Regions from separate parts of the Mus musculus genome. Here all the other regions are linked to region 3. Evidence: chromatin contacts called from public HiChIP or PLAC-seq data. All regions are on one chromosome and are shown on one strand. The core of a region is the stretch at or near the end of the contact, and the rest is flanking DNA. Distances in the headings are between cores, read along the strand shown. Region 1 has its middle 8.3 kb from the start of Gm36715. Region 2 has its middle 16 kb from the start of Trerf1. Region 3 holds the start of Mrps10 (mitochondrial ribosomal protein S10).

Region 1 (3,125 bases), core at 225-2,724, 200 kb before region 3:
AGATGGTTGTGAGCCACCATGTGGTTGCTAGGAATTGAACTCCGAACCTTTGAAAGAGCAATCAGTGCTCTTAACCTGCTGAGCCATCTCTCCAGCCCAACACTTTAGTTTTAGTTTTTTGTTTGAAATAGGATCTTATGTAGCCAAGGCTGCCCTCAAATTTTCTGTGTAGGTAAGAGCACCCCGGAACCCCTTTAACTCCCTGATTTAGCTTCCCTCATGCTGGGATTACAGCCCTGGGTCACCTTATCTAGTCTCTCTAGTGTTTTGATAGCTTCTTTCTGCTTAGACCCCCTCCGTGCCAACTCTGCACACCGAGTGCCAGGGAAAGAAAAGAGCAGTCTCTGCGCCTGCTTTCTTTCTTTTTCATGTCTCGGAGACCCCCATAGCACTAAACTAAATGAAATTTTTTTTTTAGATTTATTTCTTTTTAATATATGTGTGTGTTTGGCCTGCATGTATATATGTGCATCATGTGCATGTACACAGGTCAGAAGAGGGTGCAGTATCCTTCAGAACTGGAGTTATGGATGGTCGTGAGCTGCCCTGTGACTACTGGGAATGGAATCTGGAGCTCTACAGGAGCAGCCAGTGCTCTTGACCACTAAGCCACCACTCCAGCCCTGAGCTCTAGTCAGGTGTCTACGTCTGTGCTTCTCAAGGCTTACTTTGCTGGTTTCCCGTTACCTGTGTGCTTCCTGTCGTTGTGTCCCCCCCCCCCACCCCCCCCCCCCCCCCCCCCGCACACACCACATCCTGCAATCCCGAGGGAGGAAACAGTAGTACTGAGATGTGCCTCGCATGCTGCGCTGTCTCCTCCAGACACCTGAGTCCTTGTATACCTCACAAAGCTACCAGCAATGCACATTTCATCCCTCTTATAGGATGGTTAGTGTAATACAAGCTGCATCGTAAGAGCCGGAAGTGCTTTTATGCCCTTTAACTTTGATATTTAGGGGCATTTGCCAGGTTTCCAGAAGTTCTTCATTAGGGGACCAGCAAGATGGCTCAGCAGGTGAAAAGTGCCTGTCCCTTGTCACCAAGCCTGACAACTGGAGTTTGATCCCTGGGACCCACACAGTGGAAGTGGGGGCGGGGAGGGGGGGGGGACTGATTCCCAAACATGCATTTTAGCATCTGCATAATTATGCTCTCACATACAAACTAAAAAAAATGTTAAAATTAGTCCTTCATTACGGGTTGGAGAGCTGGCTCAGTGGGTAGGAGCACTCACTACACAAGCCTGTGGATCTCAAAGTTCAAATCCCCAACATCCAGGAGCAAAGCTAGGCATGAGTGGTCATGACTGTAATCCCAGTGTTGGGAAGGGAGACAGGTGGGTCCTGGGAGTTTCCTGGCCAGCCAGTCAGCTAACAAAACACAAGCCTAGGGTTCTGTGATAGACCCTGTCCTAAAGGAGTAAGGTGGAGATTGACCTTGGTGGGAGCCTGAAGTCTTTCTCTGGCTTCTGCATACTGCGCTTGCCAGCACACAGACAGGCACACCCATACTGATGCAGCTCACACGTACATCCTCTCCGCCTTAATATATTTGAAAATGGTCATAATATTTCCTGCTTGCCAGACATCCTTTCCACGGTGAATGCTCTAGGCTTTACATTCTCCTAAGAGTTCTAGGGTTGTTTTGAAGAGGGGCGACTGGAAGCAGGAGGGGTTAAGTTACCTGCTTAACCCTTGCTGTCTTAAGTCACACAGATGAGTGTGAGCTGAGCTGAGCTGAGCTGAGCTGAGCTGAGCTGGGTCTGGAGTCTTACTGCGAACTCTCATTCTCTGTCATTTGAAACTCCATGTTCTCATTTGACATTGCTTCCTTGCTGCCGCTTCTAGCTTATTGGAGGGCTTCCCCATTATTTCTTGGGCTCCTGATCGTTCTTGCTGTCTCTCTGCAAACAGGATCCCACGCATTCCAAGCTGGCCTTGCTCTGATCTCTTTCCCTGCCTCCACAGGTGTGTGCAGCCACATCTGGTTATGTGGTTCTGGGGCAAAACCCAGGATTTCACTGGTGATGCCAGACAAGCACCACCAACTAAGCTACATCCCATCCCGTTTGCTCTCTACTAATTCCCTTATTTGGGCACCCCCCCCCCCCCCACACACACACACAGAGTAGATGGTAGATGGAGACGAAAGTGGAGACAATTTGGGAAAGGAGTTTCTAGAAGGTTCCAGCACAGGAGTTGTTGTTGGCATTAACCCTGACCACATTTGGCTGCCTGGTAGCTTGTCGCGTGTCTGTTTTGGGGGTTCTGGCATGATTAAGTGACGGGGGAATTTCAGCTCCCTTCCCTGGGTCTGACTGGCACGTGCTGGCTGGGCCCTTGCCGTTGCAGTTTAGTGAGAAAGGAGAATTCCAGCGTTCTTTCCTCCTGTCTGCCTCAGGTCAGGATAACGAGGTTGACATATAGGGCTCACCCCAGTTGGATTGATTACCTGGCAGCCCTCGAACAGCAGGTTGAAGCCGTTAAGCTTTGATTCTGTGAACTGGCTGTCTCCCTGTTTCTCGTCTGCTTACTCTAGTTCCTGGGTACCACATCCTCATGTTCTTACTATTAATTCGGCTTCCCTTTCCTTCCTCCCTCTCTTCCTTTGTATTGACTGTGAATTTTACAGATCTTAATTATCTCGTTTTGTTTGTTTGTTTTTGGTTGTGTGTGTGTTAGCTTGCTGTGAGGTAGGGTCATATCCCAGGCTATCCTGGAACTCACTATGTATCTGAGGATGATCTTCCTGCTTCTACTTTCCAAGTGCTGGGATTCCAGACCTACACGACCATGTCCAGCTTACTTGAAGATACGTGCTCTGATAGACAGGGTGGCACATGCCTGAAATCACTTGGGAGGTTGGACGCAGGAGGATGACGAGTTCAGGACTAAACTGGCTACATTGTGAGACTTGGTCTCAAAGACAAAGTCAAAAAACAAAATAGCCGGGCGTGGTGGCGCACGCCTTTAATCCCAGCACTTGGGAGGCAGAGGCAGGCGGTTTTCTGAGTTTGAGGACAGCCTGGTCTACAGAGTGAGTTCCAGGACAGCCAAGACTACACAGAGAAACCCTGTCTCGAAAAACCAAAACAAACAAACAAACAAACAAAAACCAAAAACCAA
Region 2 (3,004 bases), core at 126-2,625, 150 kb before region 3:
GAGAGGTTCAGATTTCATTTTCATGGGTGATTCAGTGGCTAAGGATGGCAGGGCCTTGTACCTGGGTGGGGTGGTTCCAACTAAGTGTTTCACTCTGCCCTGTTTAAAGAAACTGTTTAAAGAAACTGCTCAAAACAGAGAAGGCTGTGGGGAGCAGGAAGTGGGGAAGACAAACCCCATCTTCAGGATGCTTCTAGGCCAAAAGAGGGGCAAGACCCCTGCTGCAGGGACCCACTTCTGTCTTGGGGAGCGCCCCATTGGAGTGGAAGACAAAGTTCTCCTGAGAGAGACTCAGTCTGATGGCTAAGGCCTAGGGAGAGACACCTGATGCTCTCGAAGTCTGATGGATCCATATTCACAGGGACTCCCAGGCTGACGGGGGAAACAGACCTTGTTCCTGCAACTGGATGGAAGAGTGTGGAGCCTTCCTTCTTTTCAACGCCACCCGATGATGGATGATCCAAGACAGGGCCCTCAAGGGAGCAGGCAGGAAGAGCAAGGTGTGCTGAAGCACGCCACCTTGGATCCCAGCACCTTGGGGGCAGTGGCAGGCAGATCTCTATGAGTTCAAGGCTAGCATGTCTGCAGAGTGAGTTCCAGTTCACCATATAGCTGAGACCCTGTCTTGAAAAAGACTAAATACAGAAGAAAAGGAAAGGAAAGGAAAGGAAAGGAAAGGAAAGGAAAGGAAAGGAAAGGAAAGGAAAGGAAAGGAAAGGAAAGGAAAGGAAAGTTAAAGCAGCCATTGAGGGGTGCAGGCTCTGAGCACCTCGATGACTTGGCTTCTGTAGGCCGCACTCCATCATGACGTGTGTGAAATCTGTGCTCTCTTTAATGGTATGACTTCAGAATCATAAAAATACTTAAACAGTGTTTGTTGTGTGCATGCATGTGCACGTGTGCGTGCATGCGTGTGTGCATGCATGCATGTGCGTGTGTGCGTGTGTGTGTGTGTGTGTGTGTGTGTGTGTGTGTGTGTGTGTGTGCGTGTGTGTAGGTGAGAAAACAACACACAGGAGTCAGGAACCAATTGTAGAGGTCGGGCCATCAGACATGGCGGCGAGCTGAGCCACCTTACCGGCCCTGCTGTTGGTCATGTTTCGCATCTATAACTGAGGGCCGAGGCCGATTCTTTGGCTGGACTCTTCATGCTGAGAGCTATGAGAAGATGGTTTGCAGTTGGGTAAGAGTCAGGGGCTTCAGAAATGTGGCTGCGGTTCCCTGGCCTTTTTCTGTATCAGAGGCAGACAGATCCTTTAGGGCTCTCACTGTCGAGGTCAGAATGTACGAATCTTGTAGGAAGGACCTTAGACACCACCCAGCCTGATGTTCCCATTTCACTCTGGGGATTCAGAGAAGGGGAAGGTTTTTCTCAGTAACGCTGAGAGGCCGTGCTGAGCTCAAGGCCTGGCTCCCAAACCTGGTTCCCCTTATTGCTCAGCACAGGCTGAGCCTGGTGATATCAGTGGTCGGGGAGGCTGTGTGGCAGGCTATGCCGAGTCACTCCCCTGCACGATCTATGCCTGGAATAAAGGCTAAACACTGCTGTAACTTCAGGACCCACCGACTCTGGCTCCCACCTCCTCCCCATCATCCCCTGCATCATAATCAGAAATTGCCCTCACTCAGACTACACTAGAGCTTGACATTCCTGCCTCAGGACCTTTGCCCTTGCTTTTCTTTTTGCCTGGAGTATTCCCTCACCCTACCCCACCTCAGATGTCCCATGTGTCCTTTGGGGGGGTGGTTCTAGACAGGGTTTCTCTGTGTAGCCCTGGCTGTCCTGGAACTCACTCTGTAGACCAGGCTGGCCTCGAACTCAGAAATCTGCCTGCCTCTGCCTCCCGAGTGTTGGGATTTAAGGCGTGCGCCACCACGCCCGGCACCCACACGTCCCTTTGAGACTCCTTCCTTGACCCTCCAGGACTAAGTCCGTTTCTTCTGAATCATTCTCTGCCCCTCCACCCCGTGCTGTCTTCTCCAGCGTGTGTATAACCACACAGCTTGCTGTATATTTATTTATCCAGTATGTCTCCTTGTAAATCAGAAACACCGAAGTGTGTTCTCACGGCTACATGTCCCGCATCCAGATCATTCGTGACACACAATAGATGCTCTGTTCTTAATTGTTCAAAGGAAAAGGAGAAGAAGAGAGGGAGGTAGGGAGAAAGAGAAGGAAGGGAGGAAGGGAGGAAGGAAAGAAGTAAGAATAATCACACATTGAACTGCAAGGAGCCCAGGCATTGGTAGACCACTTTCCTAGCATGCTCCGAAGCCCCGGGTTTGATCCTTAGCATTACAGAAGCTAGGTGTAGCTCAGTCTGTAATTCCAGAGCTCTGGCTCTTATCTTTCTGGTGGGGTGGAGTGGGAACGTTCCCTGTCTGATCTTAGCTCTGTCCACTTGTATGGGCTTCACCTGTAAGTGAAAAACTAGGGCTGAATCACTCAGAAGAGTCAGTGTTGGGGCTGGAGAGATGACTCAGCTGTTAAGGGCACTGACTGTTCTTCCAAAGGATGTAGGTTCAATCCTTAGTACCCACATGACCAGTTACAACTGTCTGTCCCTCAATTCCAGGAGATCTGAACCCTTTGTGCCCTTCTGGGGCACACACATAAATGCATACCAAATCAAATAAACAAAATTTTAAGAAAGAAAGAAAGAAAGAAAGAAAGAAAGAAAGAAAGGAAGGAAGGAAGGAAGGAAGGAAGGAAGGAAGGAAGGAAGGAAGGATGAGGCAGTGTTTGCAAGTGCTGAGGCTCTACAAAGACCTACAGCTTGACCTTGGCTTTACCTTACCAAATGATGGGTTGGAGGGTAAATGTGCTGAACACTAGCTGTGTGTCCTGCACCGGGTTCATAGATTTAAAATCCATGAAACCAGATTTCATTTCTGGAAGACAAAGAAGGACCTGAGTCAAAGATGTGGGGGAAACTGTAATGTCTCTGTGTGTGGCAGGCAGAGCAAGGGTTATACAATGAATATCTGCGTGTGTTTAATGTCT
Region 3 (2,979 bases), core at 373-2,872:
AGAGTCATTCCCTAGTTAGGGGTGCAGTAGACTCCCTGAGCTGAGACCACCCAGAAGGACTGGAGGCTGGGTGAGAAGCCATCATGAAGGACCATACGGAGAGATGGATGCAAAGTCTAGAGGTAGTAAAGAGATTAAGGTTGGGGTACTGTCAGAACAGATCATTGGCTGAGAGGGGCCACCAGAGCTAATTCTGAGGACACTTCTGGGTTGCCTGTGCAGGTAGGGCATAGCCAAATCCAGCCACACACTAGTTAAAGATTCTGTTTCCATATAGAGATCACATATAGGCCCGCCTGAGGGGCAGGAAAGTGGTCCATATTCATAAATCTCTCATCAGTTGTGCCATCTGGACATTCTACCCTTTGCTTAGTTCTCTGGCCTGCCAAATAAGAATTAATGCCTGCTTGTGGGAGACCCAGCTTTACATTGGCATGATGGTTTATGGAGATATAGTATTGGCTAGTTTTGTGTGTCAACTTGACCCAAGCTGGAGTCACTGGAGAGGAAGGAGCCTCAGTTGAAGACATATCTCCATACGATCCAACTGTAAGGCATTTTCACAACTGCTGATCTGTGGGGGAGGGCCCAGCCTACTGTGGGTGCTGCCATTCCTGGGTTGGTAGTTCTGGGTTCTATTAGAAGGCAGATTGAGCAAGCCATGGGAAGCAAGCCAGTAAGCAGGACCCCTCCATGGCCTCTGCATCAGCTCCTGCCTCCAGATTCCAGCTCTGCTTGAGTTCCTGTCCTGACTTCCTCCAGTGATGGACTGTGATCTGGAAGTGCAAGCCAAATAAACCCTTTCCTCCCCAGCTTGCTTTTTGATCATGTTGTTTTGTAGCAGCAATAGAAACCCTTACTAAGACATATACTTTGTTTCATTCGCATTAAGTTGACCCTTATTCATTTTCCCAACAACCTCTTAAGGCCCAGGATGTAGAAGAGATGTCACAAATTCAGGATGACATTTATCATGTAGCATTTTAATCTCATTTAATCCTCTACTGCAAGTATGATTTGTTCTCATCTCTACTTGGCAAGTGAAAGAAAAAAAAAAAAAAAAAGGGGGTTCAAAGTACGGAAGAAATTTGATCAAGTCACCCACCTAAATAGAAACCAGAGCGCCTAAGTGTGGAGCTTCCATTATGCTAAATTGCATGGGAAGGCATTTTGAAAAACACAATTTAGAAAAATCCATTAACAAGCCTGGCATTCCGATGGTGTGAACAAAGTTTAAGAATGAAACGCCTTTTGCAATAAGGTAAAATGTTAGAATTTGGACTCAGTAGCAGCAGCAACTTCCTTCCCAAGTATTTCTGTTGTGTTTGTCTCTAAGCAAACAGAACCACCCAAGACAAATAGGATCTTAGGATAGACAGCGTATAGATAGAACCTGGGAGTTTATCCAGACGGCGGAAGCGACGCATCCACTCAAAACCTTAAATGAATGAGTGAATAATAAATAAGTAAATAAATAAGAAAATAGAAAATTTAAAATATAATTTTAAAAAAATTCAAGGAGCACCGTCTCTATGGTTGTTTCAGTGTCGGAACACAGGAGACACTCTTTCCTTTTCGAACTCTATGGTTCGCGAACAATGCTGTGACCCCGGAAGCGGTCCTGGGCGATCAGGGCACCAAGATGGCGGCGCGCGCAGCGTGTGTGGCTCTGTGCCGGCGCCTGCAGCAGGTAAAGGGGTGGGCGTGGGGTCCCGGCTGCCGACGGCGCCGTCATCGTCGAGTCTCGCTGCCACCCTCTGCCCGACCCGTACGGAGTCATCCTCCGTTGGAGGAAGTTATTAGAAAGTGACAAGAAAAGGGCAGGTTTTTCTCTCGAGGGACCCTACATAAATTGGCAAGACGGGAGCGAGAACCGTAAGACGTCAGAGCAGGAAGGATGAGGAAAACGCGTTCAGAGCCCTCCCTCCACGGTAGAGAGGGCCATGGAAACCGTGAGCTCAGAGAAGACAACGCTGGTCTCGGATTCTTAGGAACCGAGCCAGCAAACGCTGGGTCACATAAAGCCCCGGTGCAGCCCCACTGGGACGCCCTGCTCGCCTCCACGGCTGAGGAGGTGACCCGAGAGCTCCCAGGTCAGGGGAATGGGTCAGATCTCCCTCGAGAGGGTCTTTGAAAAAGGAAAACTTGCCTGGAGTTCGCATGGCATGAATCACAGCACTGGGGAAAGGAGGCAGGCGGACGAACTTCTGGGTTCGAAGACAGCCAGGTTATGTATTGAGATCCTATCACAAAAATAATTTAAATTAAAAACAAAAAAACCAGGCTGTTCTCAAGAACTTTGGTCTTGAAACTTTTGTGACTCTTCTCAATGGTCATTTAGTAGTTTTGAAAATAATGCTCAGAACTGGGTCAGATGGCTGACCCTGAAATAGCATTACTTGTAAAACCTGGCTTGCATATTGAGGCCCTGTCCCAAAATAAACGAATTCTTTAAAAAAGGAAGAGCTGACACTGTGGCTCGGTTGCTCAAGGGCCTAATGCCTAAAGCTGGCCCTGTCGGCCCCACAGCAGCATGTAACCCAGAGGTGGTGGCCCACACCTGTAATACCAGCCCTTGAGAGGCCAAAGCAAGAGGCGCACGCCTTTAATCCCAGCACTCGGGAGGCAGAGGCAGGCGGATTTCTGAGTTCAAGGCCAGCCTGGTCTACAAAGTGAGTTCCAGGACAGCCGGGGCTACACAGAGAAACCCTGTCTCGAAAAAAAAAAGGATCAAAGATTCCAAAAAGTTTGTTTTTCATACTAGAGATTGAACCCAGGGCCTTGCTTACACCAGACAAGGGTTCTGCCACTGAAGCCCATTTGTAGCCTTCTGTGGGACTCGAGTGGTCTGCTAGGGTTGCCGAGCCATCACTCCAGCCTCGATATCGTCCCAGGTTAGTTAACACTTTAGAAAGCCTGCTTTCCAAAGCAGAAGCAAATTTGAAGAAGAGTAAGCCTGGGACGCAGCCTTCCAGCAAA

What was found. HiChIP or PLAC-seq counts read pairs in DNA pulled down with a chosen protein or histone mark.
Region 1: an H3K27ac HiChIP or PLAC-seq map of the NIH/3T3 cell line shows a contact between it and region 3, with 2.7 times the contacts expected there. The contact joins the enhancer-like site here to the promoter of Mrps10 in region 3. A contact is called at or near these places in 3 of 39 promoter capture datasets (cranial neural crest, embryonic stem cells and liver), 3 of 484 Hi-C or Micro-C datasets (CD4 T cells, embryonic stem cells and nephron progenitors), 11 of 115 datasets of contacts at active chromatin or transcription factors (the NIH/3T3 cell line, the SCID.adh cell line, acute myeloid leukemia and 5 more) and 4 of 9 other capture datasets (adipose tissue, embryonic stem cells, liver and 1 more).
Region 2: a contact with region 3 is called in an H3K4me3 HiChIP or PLAC-seq map of bone marrow-derived macrophages, with 3 times the contacts expected there. The contact joins the enhancer-like site here to the promoter of Mrps10 in region 3. A contact is called at or near these places in 6 of 115 datasets of contacts at active chromatin or transcription factors (the SCID.adh cell line, bone marrow-derived macrophages, embryonic forebrain and 2 more) and 2 of 9 other capture datasets (adipose tissue and pancreatic islet).

What each region holds. Positions count from the first base shown.
Region 1 is chr17:47,163,302-47,166,426 of GRCm38.p6, forward strand. It overlaps a transcript of Trerf1 not described here. Among named protein-coding and RNA genes, the nearest start is that of Gm36715, 8.3 kb to the left of the region's middle. Within about 2 kb of position 1,475, at least 9 of the 459 cell types and tissues checked have an H3K27ac peak or open chromatin away from gene starts, as enhancers often do.
Region 2 is chr17:47,212,891-47,215,894 of GRCm38.p6, forward strand. It overlaps a transcript of Trerf1 not described here. Among named protein-coding and RNA genes, the nearest start is that of Trerf1, 16 kb to the right of the region's middle. Within about 2 kb of position 1,376, at least 45 of the 459 cell types and tissues checked have an H3K27ac peak or open chromatin away from gene starts, as enhancers often do. A contact at or near this core is called in adipose tissue and bone marrow-derived macrophages, where this site is marked.
Region 3 is chr17:47,367,265-47,370,243 of GRCm38.p6, forward strand. It overlaps Mrps10 (mitochondrial ribosomal protein S10), which reads left to right and starts at 1,623. Exons shown (of 7, transcript NM_001146212.1): 1 at 1,623-1,690. The coding sequence starts at 1,643.